Linked DNA regions of Capsicum annuum: region 2 is linked to region 1. The links are chromatin contacts, called in public Hi-C maps. All regions are on one chromosome and are shown on one strand. Each heading gives the region's core, a stretch centred on a gene start, on an enhancer-like site or on the middle of the called end of the contact. The rest is flanking DNA. Distances are from core to core; before and after follow the strand shown.

Evidence for each region. A called contact is a pair of places that touch in the nucleus more often than the background predicts.
Region 2: a contact with region 1 is called in a Hi-C map of leaf, with 1.8 times the contacts expected there. The contact joins the enhancer-like site here to the promoter of LOC107867806 in region 1. A contact is called at or near these places in 2 of 5 Hi-C or Micro-C datasets (leaf and placenta).

Annotation. Positions count from the first base shown.
Region 1 is chr4:99,072,118-99,079,258 of UCD10Xv1.1, reverse strand. It overlaps LOC107867806 (peroxisomal membrane protein PEX14-like), which reads left to right and starts at 4,022. Exons shown (of 6, transcript XM_047411908.1): 1 at 4,022-4,787; 2 at 4,962-5,051; 3 at 6,098-6,171; 4 at 6,268-6,310; 5 at 6,409-6,476. The coding sequence starts at 4,673. The coding sequence ends at 6,470. It overlaps LOC107867805 (replication factor C subunit 2), which reads right to left. Exons shown (of 12, transcript XM_016714235.2): 10 at 6,997-7,122; 11 at 6,837-6,920; 12 at 3,017-3,230. The coding sequence ends at 3,132.
Region 2 is chr4:99,126,411-99,133,551 of UCD10Xv1.1, reverse strand. No RefSeq gene overlaps it. Among protein-coding and RNA genes, the nearest start is that of LOC107854379, 34 kb to the right of the region's middle. Within about 2 kb of position 5,246, at least 5 of the 5 cell types and tissues checked have an H3K27ac peak or open chromatin away from gene starts, as enhancers often do. A contact at or near this core is called in leaf, where this site is marked.

The DNA.
Region 1 (7,141 bases), core at 2,773-5,272:
AATAATAAAAAATCATTTATAACATATCTAATTCAGCTGTTTCGATCCGTGATTTTGCTATATCATCTCTAATCAATTATTATTAGTCATTAATACGTTCAAAAATTAATAATATTTAATATAAAAAATAAATAATCATTCATGACATATCTACTCAGTTGTTTCAACTCGTGATTTTGCTATATCACCCCTAATTAATTATTATAAGTCATTAACATATTAAAAAATTAATAATATATAATAAGAAAAATAAACATTTATGACATGTCTGATACAGCTGCTTCTACCCGTGATTTTAGTATATCAACCCTAATTAATTATTATAAGTCATTTAATTATTAGAAAATTAATAATATTTAGTAAGAAAAATAAAATTAGATATTTATGACATGTCTATTTTAGCTACTTAAACTATTATTTTACTATAGCACCCTAATTAATTATTATAACTCATTTAAGTATCAAAAATTTAGAATATTTAATAAGAAAAATAAAATAGACATAAAATGATAAATTAACTCTTGATGTTTTATATTAACTTGACGTCATATATGAGACCCACTTAAATTTTTTTCACAAGTAATTTTTGTATAGAAATTTTGTTATATCACTTGTAATTAGTGATTATGAGTCATTTTAGACATGTCTGTTTCATTACTTCAATTGTAATATTTGGTTGACTCTTAAAATTATATCGGTGTCACTTAAATATAAATAGAAGAAAAAGTATCATAAATCACAATAATTAAAAAATTAAATTATTTTTAAAATATAATTGACTATCAACGTCACAAAAGTTTGGACAAGGAGAGAGTACTATAAATTACAATAACTAACGACTTAAAATAGTATATTACAGTGCGAAAAAAGTATTATAAATTACAATAGCTAACGACCTAAAATATCTAAAAATATAGTAAAAATATAATTGATTTTTAAATTTTATTTATTTCACATAAATTGAGAGCAAATGAATACGTAAAAAATGCTATAGATCACAATAATTAACCAATTAAAAATTTAAAAGACATAAAATATTTAACGGACTCTCGAAATTATACCAGTGTCACTTAAATTGAAATAGAAGAAAAAATATTATAAATCACAATAATTAAAAACTTAAATTATTTCTAATATATAATTGACTATTAACACCATAAAAATTTGGATAAGGAGAGTAACATATATTAATTGCATTACATGAAAACTATTATAAATTATAATAGTTAACACTTTAAAATGTCTACAAAAATGAATTTGTTATATATTTTTAAAAAACGTAAAAATATTATAAATCACAATAATTAACAATTTAAAAAATTTAAAAGATGTAATATAAATGTTTGACTGTCAAAACACGTAAATTAGAATTGAAGAAAAAATATTATAAATCTCAATAATTAAAAACATAAATTATTTTTAAAATATAATTGACTATTAATACCACAAAAGTTTGTCCAGAAAAAATATTATAAATCTCAATATTTAAAAACTTAAATTATTTTTAAAATATAATTGACTATTAATACCAAAAAGTTTGGATAAGAAGAGTAACATATATAAGTTGAACCTAAAAAAAAAAAAATTATAATAAGGACAAATCACATTTATGTTTGACTTCTGCTAGTTTTGAACAAGAAAACAACGGAGTAACGGTTTTCTTTATAATGGGAAATGGAAACTTAATCATTCAAGTTTGCCAAACTTAAGAGGACTATAAAAACGTTATAATAGCTAAAATTGTTCCTTAATCACATATGATTATACCTTCTCCGTTTTAATTGCTTATTCATTGTTTATTTATTAGGATTACTACGAAATTAAGTTGTTGAATATATAAATCGTTTGCTGCAAAGCATGTGAGTCATGTATTGAGTTTTATGCACTTGGAGGAGTTGAAATAACAAGGCTGTATAAATAAAATTAATGCTGGATATTTAAAGATTGTGGCTTAAAATGTATTTAGAACTTGCATATGATTATATTTAGTAATCGGATTGAAATTTGAAGTTAGGAATAATATCTACTTCGATGTGTTGTCTCAATAATTATGTGCAAGACTTTTGGAAAGGCAGCATGATGTCTGGATTTGAATAAAAGTAACTAAAAATTACACAAATGCACAACTTATTCAATATTACAAAAAATTCCAACTCCCTAAACATATTACAAAAATTCCAACATATACATAGAATGCTATGTATATGTCGACATCGACTATGTTATGTATATTAATGCTAAAAGTAATCAAGAGACAAACAAACTTGTCTAAGACTTTAGGCTCACGCATGACAAATGACAATAAACAGCCCCATCCAAATCTGCAAGGATTGGCAGTGTCGACAAACATAACTTAATACAACTGCTTTGACTATGACACTGCTGATTGAATGAGACACGAATAAAAATTTATCCGCGCACCCGATGAGGGATGTGGGAGTGACAATTGAGTGACTCCCACTATTCATTGTGAATTTTCAATTCTAATGTTATTTAAATCATTTTCCACTTGCTCCATGTAAGACTTTTAACTTCCAGTTTTACCTAAACGACATGCTCTCATAGCCATAAAAATGTCAAAAATTTAAGACTGCCAAAGTCCTAAAGGTACTTTAGATATGTGCCAAAGTATCTTTCTTTTTTAAATTTCATGCCCAAGGTACTTTAGATATGTGCCAAAGTATCTTTCTTTTTTAAATTTCATGCCCAATAGAACACTATCATATAAGATGAAATGATGTACGACCTTAATGCAAATATGCCGCCATATAATTTTGTTTAAACTGACAACAACCGAAGTAATGGCTACTTCAACCAAAAAAAGGGCAACCCACTACTCAAAATAAAACAAGTATCTCACCTCACTTGTGAAGAAGTTATGAATTGCGCAAGTTCTTTCAGTTAGAACAACGTGCAACTCGGGAGGCCATAACACTTTTTGTTCTGGCCAAAAATAATCTAATTGAACAATAGGTTAATGTGATGCATATAAATGATGCAAGGAAATAACGAGGACTAGAAAGCAAACCATAACAAGAAATTTCCAATAAAGGAAACGACATGTCGGTTAACATTTCCCAAGAGTTGATAAGGAAATACGAATTCAACATTATCCACGTAGCCATCTAACTTTAATATACCATGTCCTGTGGCATGTTACTAAGTGCCTGCATTGTGCTGCTTGCAACATTCAAAAGCTGCAAATACTCATCTGCTCCATCAACAAGACACTGCAGTTCAAGGAAAACATAAGCACATCCTTTAAATCGTTCAGCTACTTTGTCAAACACAGAAAATTCTATGATCCTGGAACATAACTGCACTAACAGAGAAGGCAAAGCTGAACTCTAATTCTAGGGGAGAACTTCAGATGACACTATCATTACTACACAATCCATAGAACACAGCTAAACATTGGTAAGTACTGAGTTCTTCGGAAAAGAAAAATTAACCAAAAATATTACTCAACTCATTTTATCAAAAACACAATTACCATTAAGAGTCAAAACAAGTTCTACCTCTCATTACTATTTTCCCAAACATTTTCCAAGTACGAAACAAGTTTTACGTTTGACTATAACTTAAGAATCAATGTACGAATTGATGCTAAGATCCTTATCAAAAGTGGGACACTCTATGTCTACTCAAGTTTTTGCCTTTGAACAAGATTGCAGCTTTTATATTTTCTTTGCAATTAACATAGTGCCAATCGCAGTTTTTTATTGTTTCCAAGAGTTCTTTTTGCTTGTCAATGTTGCAAGTCAAAAAAACTTATTACATAATCGCTTTTATAATATCTTCAGTGAGATTGGAAAGAAGCATTTGTGCACCTTTCATTTAAATGTGGTTTGCAGACAGCTTGACCTCTTGTGTTTTAATTCCACCAGAAAAGGAGACATATCATACATACTTTTTGTAAAGCAAAGTGGGAAAAGTTACTGATGGCTAATTATTTCTTTAGGTATGTTTCCCTTAGCTCATAATCCTTTTGGTACACTTTCTTACGTTTTGATTGCATATATTGGTGCACGTTTTAAAACCCAAAATTTTGTTCTCCATTTCTTCGGTGTGGATTCTATTTCATATGCGAGACATCTCAAACTTTTACTTGTGGTAGTTTAATTTTTAGTAGCTTGGTACATTTTGGTTGTTTAGTCCACCGGGGTGCCCTTTTTTGTGGATACAATGGTTGTTTCTTACAGAACCACACCTCAAAAAAAAAGGGAGTAAAAAGACTAATGAATACAAAAGGTGGTAGTTGATTAATGATGAATATCTCATAGATGTAACTTTGGCATCTCATATGTGAGAAGTTTTGCTTGGAGATAGAAATTCGACTAAGCCTACACACATTCAGGTCATTTCAGAACAGTGTGTACCTTAAAACTGATGAACAGTTTGAAGATCATCAGTTAACCTTGTTCTGATTTTTGTTTTCCTCCTTTCTTTTTGATAAGTAACCCTGTTATGAAGATTTTCATCAGATCTATTCCGAATCCTCCAATGTTTATCTTATTAGATTCGTCTCTAAAGTAGGATTCTGGTGTTTTTTACACTAACTGGAAATTTATCTCATGGACTAATCATTATAATTATCAACAACTGTTAAGTGACACATCTTTCGCAGAAATTTATTATTCCCCGGTTGAAGTCTTGGATACGCAAGGTTGTAATGGATGAAGAAGATGAAAAAGGTATTGTGAAGGGAAAATCAAGTCTAGCAGAAGAGGCTGCTGTTGCTGATGTCGCCCGAGCAAGCCAGGAGATGTTGGCATCAAAATCCGATGGTTGGTTAATGAAAATTGTTGTAATAATAAGTTAAAAAACAGGAGATGAAATAAAATTAACTGAAAAAATGTTTAGCATTAGTGACTAAAATCTTTCATTCTCTTTCTATCTCCAGTGCTTAACTTGTTACCATCAATAATCATTATGGTGATTTAACTTGTGTTCCTCCACAGAGAAAAGGTATTTTGAGGAGCTGACAAGCCTGCTAAACTATCAAGTAGGAGAGATGAAATCAATGACAAATGCCATAGAGAAACTGGAAGGTAGTAACACAGTTGCTTTTTGTCACACACTTCTGAACCAACTCTCTCGCCTATATTTTTATTCACTCTTGAAGTAGAAAGTCCCCACTTAAGGTATAGGATTTTTGCCTTTTGGCTTAAGTTGCGTGGACTCTTCACTTCCAATTACTTCCGATTCCGCACCCATGTTGGATTCTCCGAAAGTACACTAGTTTCGTGAATCCGACACGCACACATTGACAATTTTGAAGAGTCCGAGCAACGTAGCTTGTGGCCATTTTTTGCTTTTAGGGGTCTTGTAAATTAAAAGGGAAGTTTTATGAAACAACAGGGGGCTGGAAAAGAGGTGAACTTTGGAACACTATGAGAAATAGAGAGTAATTTGAGTGTTCATAATTGAAAGAGCGTGGAGAAAGAGAGAGATAATAAATTGAATTGTGCATAACCTGTATAGTTTTAGTTCGCTGGTTCCACCTTCAGCTGAGGCTAGATTTCTTTTAGGCGCTGAATTTTTTTGACTCAATAAGCTTGGTGTTTGAATGTCATTGAACATTGTTTATATGAGGTTTTCGGGGTGCCTATACTGGCGATAGTATATGTTATGATACTTATTACTTGGGTGATTTCTGTAAAAAAAAAATTAACTAAAGCCGCTAAACCAAGACTTATGAACTTGTTCAAAGAATCATTTGAAGCTTCCTTATGGAGGATCTGCCTGGTGTTTTACCATAGTTTCAGTTCCCTGGTCCCTGCAATTCAGGCTTAGTTCTTTCTCTCCACTCCATTGACACTTCCTTTTTAATGTACTAAGCTCTGTCCTGTTATAATGTTGTCATTACCTTTGAATTCTAGCAATCTTAAGACAAATTTCAGGTTCCTTAGATTTTGTCATGAATACTTGTGAGTTCATATATGCAGCCCCCACCCCCCACCCCTGGCCCCTTAGGTGTTTTGGGGTTGAGGTTGGGGTTGGGAGTGGGGGGGTTGTTTAAGGGGAAGGGACAAAAGGGATCCAAGTTATCTTCAGACAGAATGGGTGCCTAATTGGAGTTCGTCTTTTCATGCAGGGGGAAGTAATACTTCTGGAAGAATGCATGTCATGGAACTAGATGATCCAAGAATTTCAGTTACTCAATCTAGGGTAAGCGGTGTAGCAACAAAAAAAAAAGTCTGGATCTTGTAGTTCATATCTTTGTCGACTTTTATGATTCATTTCTAATCTGCTTTTATGCTCCAGCAACTGTATTCTAACGGCAAAGTAAATGGTGATGCACATTCAGGTTCTACTTTCTGTTTTTAGCTGGAATTTTTTTTTCTTAGATAAGTTTTTATTGATTCTTTAAATTCTAATGTGACATGATTGGAATGTTCTGTACAGTGAGATCTTTTTCGCCACCTGCATCTGTTGAACCATCTGCTGCACCCCATCCAAAGTCTTAAATGGAGGTGACTCTTATACTCTCTGGCTTGTTAGTGTTTTCCCTATCTGTCAGCTCATCGGTTAATAATTTCATCCTATGTTCTACCAAGCTAAGAAGGAAACATTTTCTTTATTACCTTTTGGTTCCCTGTAGAGTTTTCCAAATCAGCTTTTGAAAAAAATAGTCTGCTTGGATAGATCTGGATCACTAGGTAATGGATGACGGGAGTGTGTAGACATGAAAATTAAATGTTTGTAGTTCTAACCCCATCATTTTTTCAAAGACTGAGGAAATAAAAATAAAATATAAATGTACAGAAGAGTAGAAATTATAATAGTCACTCTTAACAACGAATTAATAGAGTAAGATGAAGAAAAAGAATAACCTTGTCCGCTTCAGCAAATTTCTTGCATATTCTTGCTTTCTGTTCGTCAGAAATGTCGTCTGCATCAACTACTATATCATACAACTGAAAGTAGCAGCATATTAGTACAAAATGTAGCCATAATTAAATGTAAAATGAGATGATACAAAGATACTGGGACCTGAGACAGCATCTGGGAAACAGGATATCCTTCTGCAATGACATTGTTCACTTCTTTGTTTGCCAAGTCAAAATTGCCACTTCTGCAAGCTGAGAATATAGCCTGAACAACTACATTTGGGATTACCTGATCACAGCAATTGCAT
Region 2 (7,141 bases), core at 3,997-6,496, 53 kb before region 1:
ATTGAATTAGCTTTTCAACGATATCAATTTCGTCTAAATCTGGTATCGGAGTGAAAAGTTATGGACTTTTCTGCCAGAATCGCCCAGGTGCGGCGGTCAGGTGCGACGGACCGTCGCCCCAGCGACGAACCGTCGCCTTGACCATTGTAGCCAAGGCAGTGCGGCAACCCTCTGGATAAGGTGCGACGGACAGGTTGACGGACCGTCGCCCAAGCCATTGCTACTTAGCCAATAAGTCCCTATCCAGGTCCACCTACGACGGTCGAAATGACGGACCGCTAATCCAGCGATGGGCCATTGCACGAGCCGTCGCAAGTTGCTTTAGCAAATTTTTAAGCCATTTTTAAAGGGTGGTTTTGGTCTTTTACCACCCGTTTATATACCTAGTAATATCCGACCAAGGCTCATAATTTCATTATTCTTCCGCAACATTAAAAACTAGGGTTTTCTCTCTAAAAAGAATACTCAAGAAAATAAAATCCAAACCTTCTTCAAGAACTAAGAGATTCAAATTCTTCAAGTTCAATAATTTCAATAAACTCACTACCAGGTATGCATAATGTTCATTCATGGACTCCTTTCGTCCATGAAGCCCAAGAATCTTTTCCAAAGTTCAAGTGTATGGATTTCTTTATGAATTTCATATTGGGTTTGCTTTTGTTCATGTTGATAATGACCAATTGAATTCTAATCCATGTTGGGTGATCAATTTTATGTGGAATTGATTAGTATAGGTGTAGATTCATGTGAACCTCTGATTAAACCCTTGGATGATGAAATTAGAGTTGAATTATGATGTTATTTGTTGTATAATGTTGTCTACATATACTATTGTTACCATGTGTTTGATTTAATGCCTATGTGAAGGAAAAGTGCCCAACTAGTATGATATTATGTAATCCTCATGTATGTACAAGTTTATGCATATCACATATTTGATGAAATGCCTCAATAAATGAATTATGGATTGTGATGTTGGTCATGTATTCAAGAAAGTCATGCTTGGTCAGTTTCTTTCCATCGAGTCCTGGGGGTACTTGTACTCGATAATTTAGCTGTGTGCCTAAAGCCAGTGTCATGTTTTCACGATATCCTCAGTCAAGCCATGTTCAGTAGAATTCAGTTAGTCATGTGACTCAGTAAAACTCAGAAATTTCAGTAATCTCAGAAAGCTCAGTAATACAAAAATCTCAATAATATTTCGTCAATCAACGAAACTCAGTTAAATCAGTCCAGTTAAGTTCAGTAATTCATGTATAGTGCCTATTCAGATGGAAATAGAAATTAGCACCGAGTGAACCCAAGGATGGGAACACACATTGTCAGATGAAGGTGTGATTCTTAAAAGTTATCCTTGCATTCCAAAACTATGTAGCCAGCATAGGTTGAGACATCAACACTGTCAGATGAGGGTTGATGAGGTAGATAAGCACTGTCAGATGAGGGCCCTACCGTTCTCTTTAGGGGACACTGTCAGATGAGGATCACTCACAACTTGTCCTTACCGGTGGCGCGGTATTGACACCCTTTTAATTAGGGTTACAGATTGAACCCCAACTCATCTATAATGCATTATTTGGGGCATGTCGGTTAGATAACTACTTTCCACAATTTCAGCTACAGAAATCAGGACTATCAGATACAGTCATTCAGTCTCAGTAATAGAACTCAGATAGTTCTATAGAATTCAGGACTGTCAGATACAGTCAACTCAGAATAGTACAACACTTAGCTAGGTCTATCAGATTCAGGACTATCAAATATAGTCATTCATGTTATCAGTTATATCAGTCATCAGAACTCAGTTACCAGTCATGTTAGTTATCAGTAAATTCATGTTATCACGATCTCAGGTATAGTTACTATGTATTCATGCATGCATTCTCACATTCATATTAGTCAGTTAGTCAGTATTGTTCATGCATATGAACCCCATGCATTCAGCCTACCTCACATGCATACCAGTACATTCAAAGTACTGACGCATTTGTGTTATGGTGTCTTATACCATAGGTTCAGAGACACGAGCTCCAGAGCATCAGTAGCATTTCAGTCTCCGCAGTCAGAGTTAGCAGTGAGTCCTCATCCTTCGAGGACATAATCATTACTTTATTATCTCATTAATTGATTTATTAGTTGGAGTTAGTTGGGGACATGTCCCATCAACTCCTTATTCAGACAGTTCAGTCAGTTAGAGGCTTTTCAGATTATTATGTTCAGACAGTTATTTCAGCTGTTTTGGGTATTTCATACCCCATCAAGATGTTATAATTTTATCAGTTATGTTACAGTTTTGAACCTTATGGCCCTCCAGCCTTTATTTCCGCAATTATTCAGTATATTATGCAGTGTTCAAGTACAGATATCAATCATGGGTTAGCTTATGGTCCCTCGGGGTCATGAGCACCATGTAGCATTCTGGGTACCGAATTCGGAGCGTTACAGTTATATTAAGTCAGTTGGTGATGTCTACCAATACAAATACATAACTGGTGTACTCATTTTACCTGTTCTCTTCTTTTGGTTAAGTGTGGAGCACTTTCCAGCATTTGAAACAAGACCTTGACTCTCGTTGTGATTTAAGCTTTGATTCAATAGTGATCTCCATGTTCGGGCAACCATTAGATCTTTTTCTAGTTCATGTACTTTATTCCGGGACAATGACATATTCTATCTCGGTTTTAATATTTATGGATTATGCTTTTGATTTGGTTTTGATTAGTAGTTCTTGTATGGTGGCTTTTGGGTTCCTAGGGACGTAATGGTTTAGAGATATTAGTTATTTAGATTTTAGGAGATATTAATATTGTTATTAGGTTGGACATGTTTTAAGTTAATAAATTGAGTTGGGTTTTAGTAAATGCTTAAGTGTAAGGTTTAAGTTTTTAGCAAAGATTGGATTGATTGATTCTCCCACTATAGAGTTAGGGTTGGTGCCACTGACCATCGATTGGGTCATGAAAAAGATGGTATCAAAGAACTAGGTTCATCAATCTCATTGAAAAAGAATGGGTCTAGTAGAGTTTTGCAAAGTGGTACTGAGACGGTTGTATTTTTCTTTGAGGGGATATAGGACTTTAGGAAAAACATTCACTTCTACCATTCCTACGTGCTAGTACTTGATTCTAATTAATATTTCGTGATCTATATTGGTATCTGACATCCTTCATTCTTGTTTCATAGATGGTGAACACTCATTTGATTAGAGCAGCAGCAGTCTCAGCAGCAACACCTGGATCTACTATTAAGGCCACAGTTTGGGGTAGAGATAGGGTGAGAGAGAGAGGGAAAAGAGGAGGACAAAGGGCAACACCCATCAGGGGTGGAGTCTAGGGAGCCAGAAGACCAGCCATATATGGCAGCACCCATCAAGGGTGGAGCCTAGGGAGACGAAAAACCAGCTAGATAAAGATTATTGTTGTCTTCTCTACATAAGGCTACTTCATACGTAGATCCAAATGAGGAAGTGATAGTTGAAAAGAAGAAGGTTCCAATTTTAACAAAATATTGCGCCTTTGCAAGGTGGTGCAACTCAGGTGCCTCTTGCCTGATAAGTTATCCTGTAAGTGTTAGAATTTTTAAAGGGTTTAGATAGCACTAGTTCTACTTAGATAGTTATGGCCTTTTAGCCTTTGATGGTGCAGCATATTGCACTGTAGAACCTTGAATGGATAAGGATTTTGAGACTAAAGTCTTGCCAAGTAGGTATTTGGTCTCGTTATGACTGGTGATGAGCATGACCTATTTCGTAAGTTACTAAAAATGAAAGCACCAGTATTTCAAGGTGCTAATTCAAAGGATACATGTGAATTTTTTATTGGCTAGCATGAGCATCTGCACAAGATGGAATTATGGAGTGATATAGAGTGGAATTTGTTACCTTTTAGTTGCAGAGAGAGGCCTAGCAATGGTGGAGATCCTTTTTTGAGTGTGGGGCTGCCTTATCTCCACTAAGACTCTAATTCAGAATATATTTCTTGAGAAGTATGTCACTCGTACATTGCATAATAGAAAGAAGGGTGAGTTCTTGAGACTTAAGTAGGGTGATATGTTTGTGGCGTCATATAAGGCCAAATTTCATGCTTTGTCTCAGTATGCCTTACAGTTGATAACAACAGAGGAGGAATATATCAGATATTTTATGGAAGGTTTGAACATGGGTCTTCAAATGGATGTACTTCAAGTGGCTTATTTTGGGAAGAATTTTCTTAAGGTGGTGGAGTTTGTGAAGAAAGTGAAAGGGGTGAAACAGCACGGTAGAATAAGAGTAGAGGAGAAAAGAGTTAGGAAATTGAGTTATTTCAGTGATTCTTATTTATCGGGCCATGGTTTGCAGAGTTACTCTACTTTACTAATTCATTCAGGTATTCCTGCGTATGTCGACGGCCGTTAGGGGTTAGTTATTAGCCCTTTAGGGTAGAAAGTTATGCATCTTCAGTGGCTTGCTCTAGACTATAGATGTTGAGAGTGCAGAAAAATGGGTCACATTTGAAGGTATTATCTTAACCTTATTCTCGTAGGTCAATTAAGTCAACAACTGACTTCTAGAGCGGTAGTTTTAATAGGTCATAGTGAGGGAGGTAATGGTAGAGGTCTTCCATAGGATGAGCTCTGAGCTCAGTGGTATTAGAGTTGGTTATCAATCCAATAGTGGCATAGGACTGGTTGGTTATGGCAAAGCGCAGGCTAGTAAAGTTGGTGAGATACGATGGTCATAAGGCTCATCTATATGTAATTACGAGTTTCTCTAAAGTTGAGGCTTCTACTACTGTTATCACAAGTACTTTTTTATTTGTGATCATATGGCTTCTGTGTTATTTGATTCACAATTTTCTTTTTTGTATGTGTTTGTGAAGTTTGCTTTGGGTTGGGATTTTAATTGAGAAATACTTGATGGAGTTTTAAAAAGAATGACCTATTTTGACTTTGTATGGAGTTTAAGAAAATAAAAAAGATTCTGAAATCTTGTGAACTTAAATTAAAGTATGTCAAATATATTAAAATACCCTATAATCTTGTGGTTTTAAACATATCACATGGGAACTTAGAATTAAAGTTTTACCAAACTAGGAAAGGGCCATTCCTTTTTTAATAGAATAAAAAGGAAAGTAGGTCGTTCGTTTTTAAATATAGGAGTAGCCTCTTATTGTCTATTTAATTTGTCTTCTATTTACTTCATGCTTTAGCAAGTAGAGTCAATCCTTCTCCCTAACTATCTCCAACACTTTCCCATTTGATAGGTCCTGGGATATACATAAATTAGGAAAGAAATTGACTGACCAACTAAACTCTCTAGCTATCCTAGATATTGATAGCATACAATACCCAAAATTAGGTATATACAACACATTTTTTATGGTATGCTCATTTGACTTCACAACTGTCAATGTGAGACGCACTAGTACCTTCTCATTAGGTGAATGAACTCTTTTATTATTAATAATAACTTGTTCTTCATTCAACATTTCTTTATTATATGTCATACAATTTGTTACCTCAGTATCTATTATCCACTCTACTTTATTATCATTCACACAAGATGCAGTGGCAATACCTGTGTCCTTTGTTTTAGTCGCATGAGATGCAAGAATATTGCCTCCCATATTCTCAGGTTCTATCATTGATAATTTTCCCATGCTTTTTTAACTTTTTTCCATATATTCCTTTACCATAAATTGCATCATTCGATTGTACAGATAAGGATCCTTCATCACCTTTATCATCTTATCATATTAACCTAAAATATAGTGAGGTGTATGTGCTCCTCTGTAAGTTGCATCAATAATTGATTTTCCTTTTTCGTGCATACCTTTTGGCAGTCTAGGAATTTCTTCCTTCACACTACAGGCCTTCCTCTAGCATCTTCTCCCTTTATGTTGTATTCTTTATTTCTAGCATCTCCTTCTCTCACGTTTTGAGTATTATTATTTCTAGATTTCTTTTTGAACTTGTAGTCTGTGATTAATCATGAAGCCTAAAACATTTTTCAATGATATGTCCTATCAATGTATAGAAATCACATTGTGCGTTCTAGTGTGGATGCTAGTTCTTCTTGAATCTATTGAAGTTTCCATCTCTATACTCATTAAAGAAGTCATCTCTGCATTTTTAGTTGGACCAGCAAAATGAGACATGACTCTTTGGTTTTCTCTCTCTATCATCATAGAATACACCTAATTAATTGATGGAATTAAGACCAATATCAAGATCTGGCCTTGAAATTGTTCATATGACTCATTGAATCCCATACAAAATTGCAGCAGTTTTTGCCTCTTCATGAATTCCATAAAATCCCTCGATTTCTTAGAATTACATCCAGGAAATAGGACCAAGCAATTAAATTCATCCCATAGTAAATTTAATTTGGTAAAATATTCAGCAATACTACTCGTACCTTGAGTTGTAGTTGCAGTGTCTCAGTGCAATGGCATATCCTCGATCCATCCACCATATCGAATCTCTCTTTTATATCTTTCCACATAGAGCTTCCATAAGAAGAATACATACTTCCACTCAACAATTTCATTGCTACGCAGCTCATAATTCATGACAAAATAATCGCATTATAACAATTTCTTTCCTACATGTGCCATTGATGAATCCCAACTTGTTTCTTCCAAGCATGGCAATTCTCATCGATTCAATCCACACAGTAGTTTTTAGATCTCGCTAATTGAATAAAAATCAACATAACTCCAGACAGATCTGATGCACTCGGATACAATTGATGATTATGATTCAATTTCTTGGGCAATTCATTATCTATCACCACCACCATTGTTACTCCTACTAGCTTTCTTAATTTTTCTCCTCGATTATCTTAACTTAGACCATATCAATAGTCAGTAGCTCTTATTCCATGATGTAAAAGAGGATCAAGCAACAGTTAGCTAAGAAAGGAATAAGAAAATAGTATGGAGGAGCAGATTAACTTTCTATTATTTAAGAGAAAAAGAGTAATTGCTAGTATTACATTACAATACTAATGGAGAATGAGCTTTCACTTTTCCTTATATACATGTGTCTATATTACATCTAATTAACAGTTGTACACGATCACTCATCTAACAACTAAATAGTAATTAGTTACAGGTAGTTATAAAATTAAACTAGCACTAATGGAATTTAGTTAATTATCCGT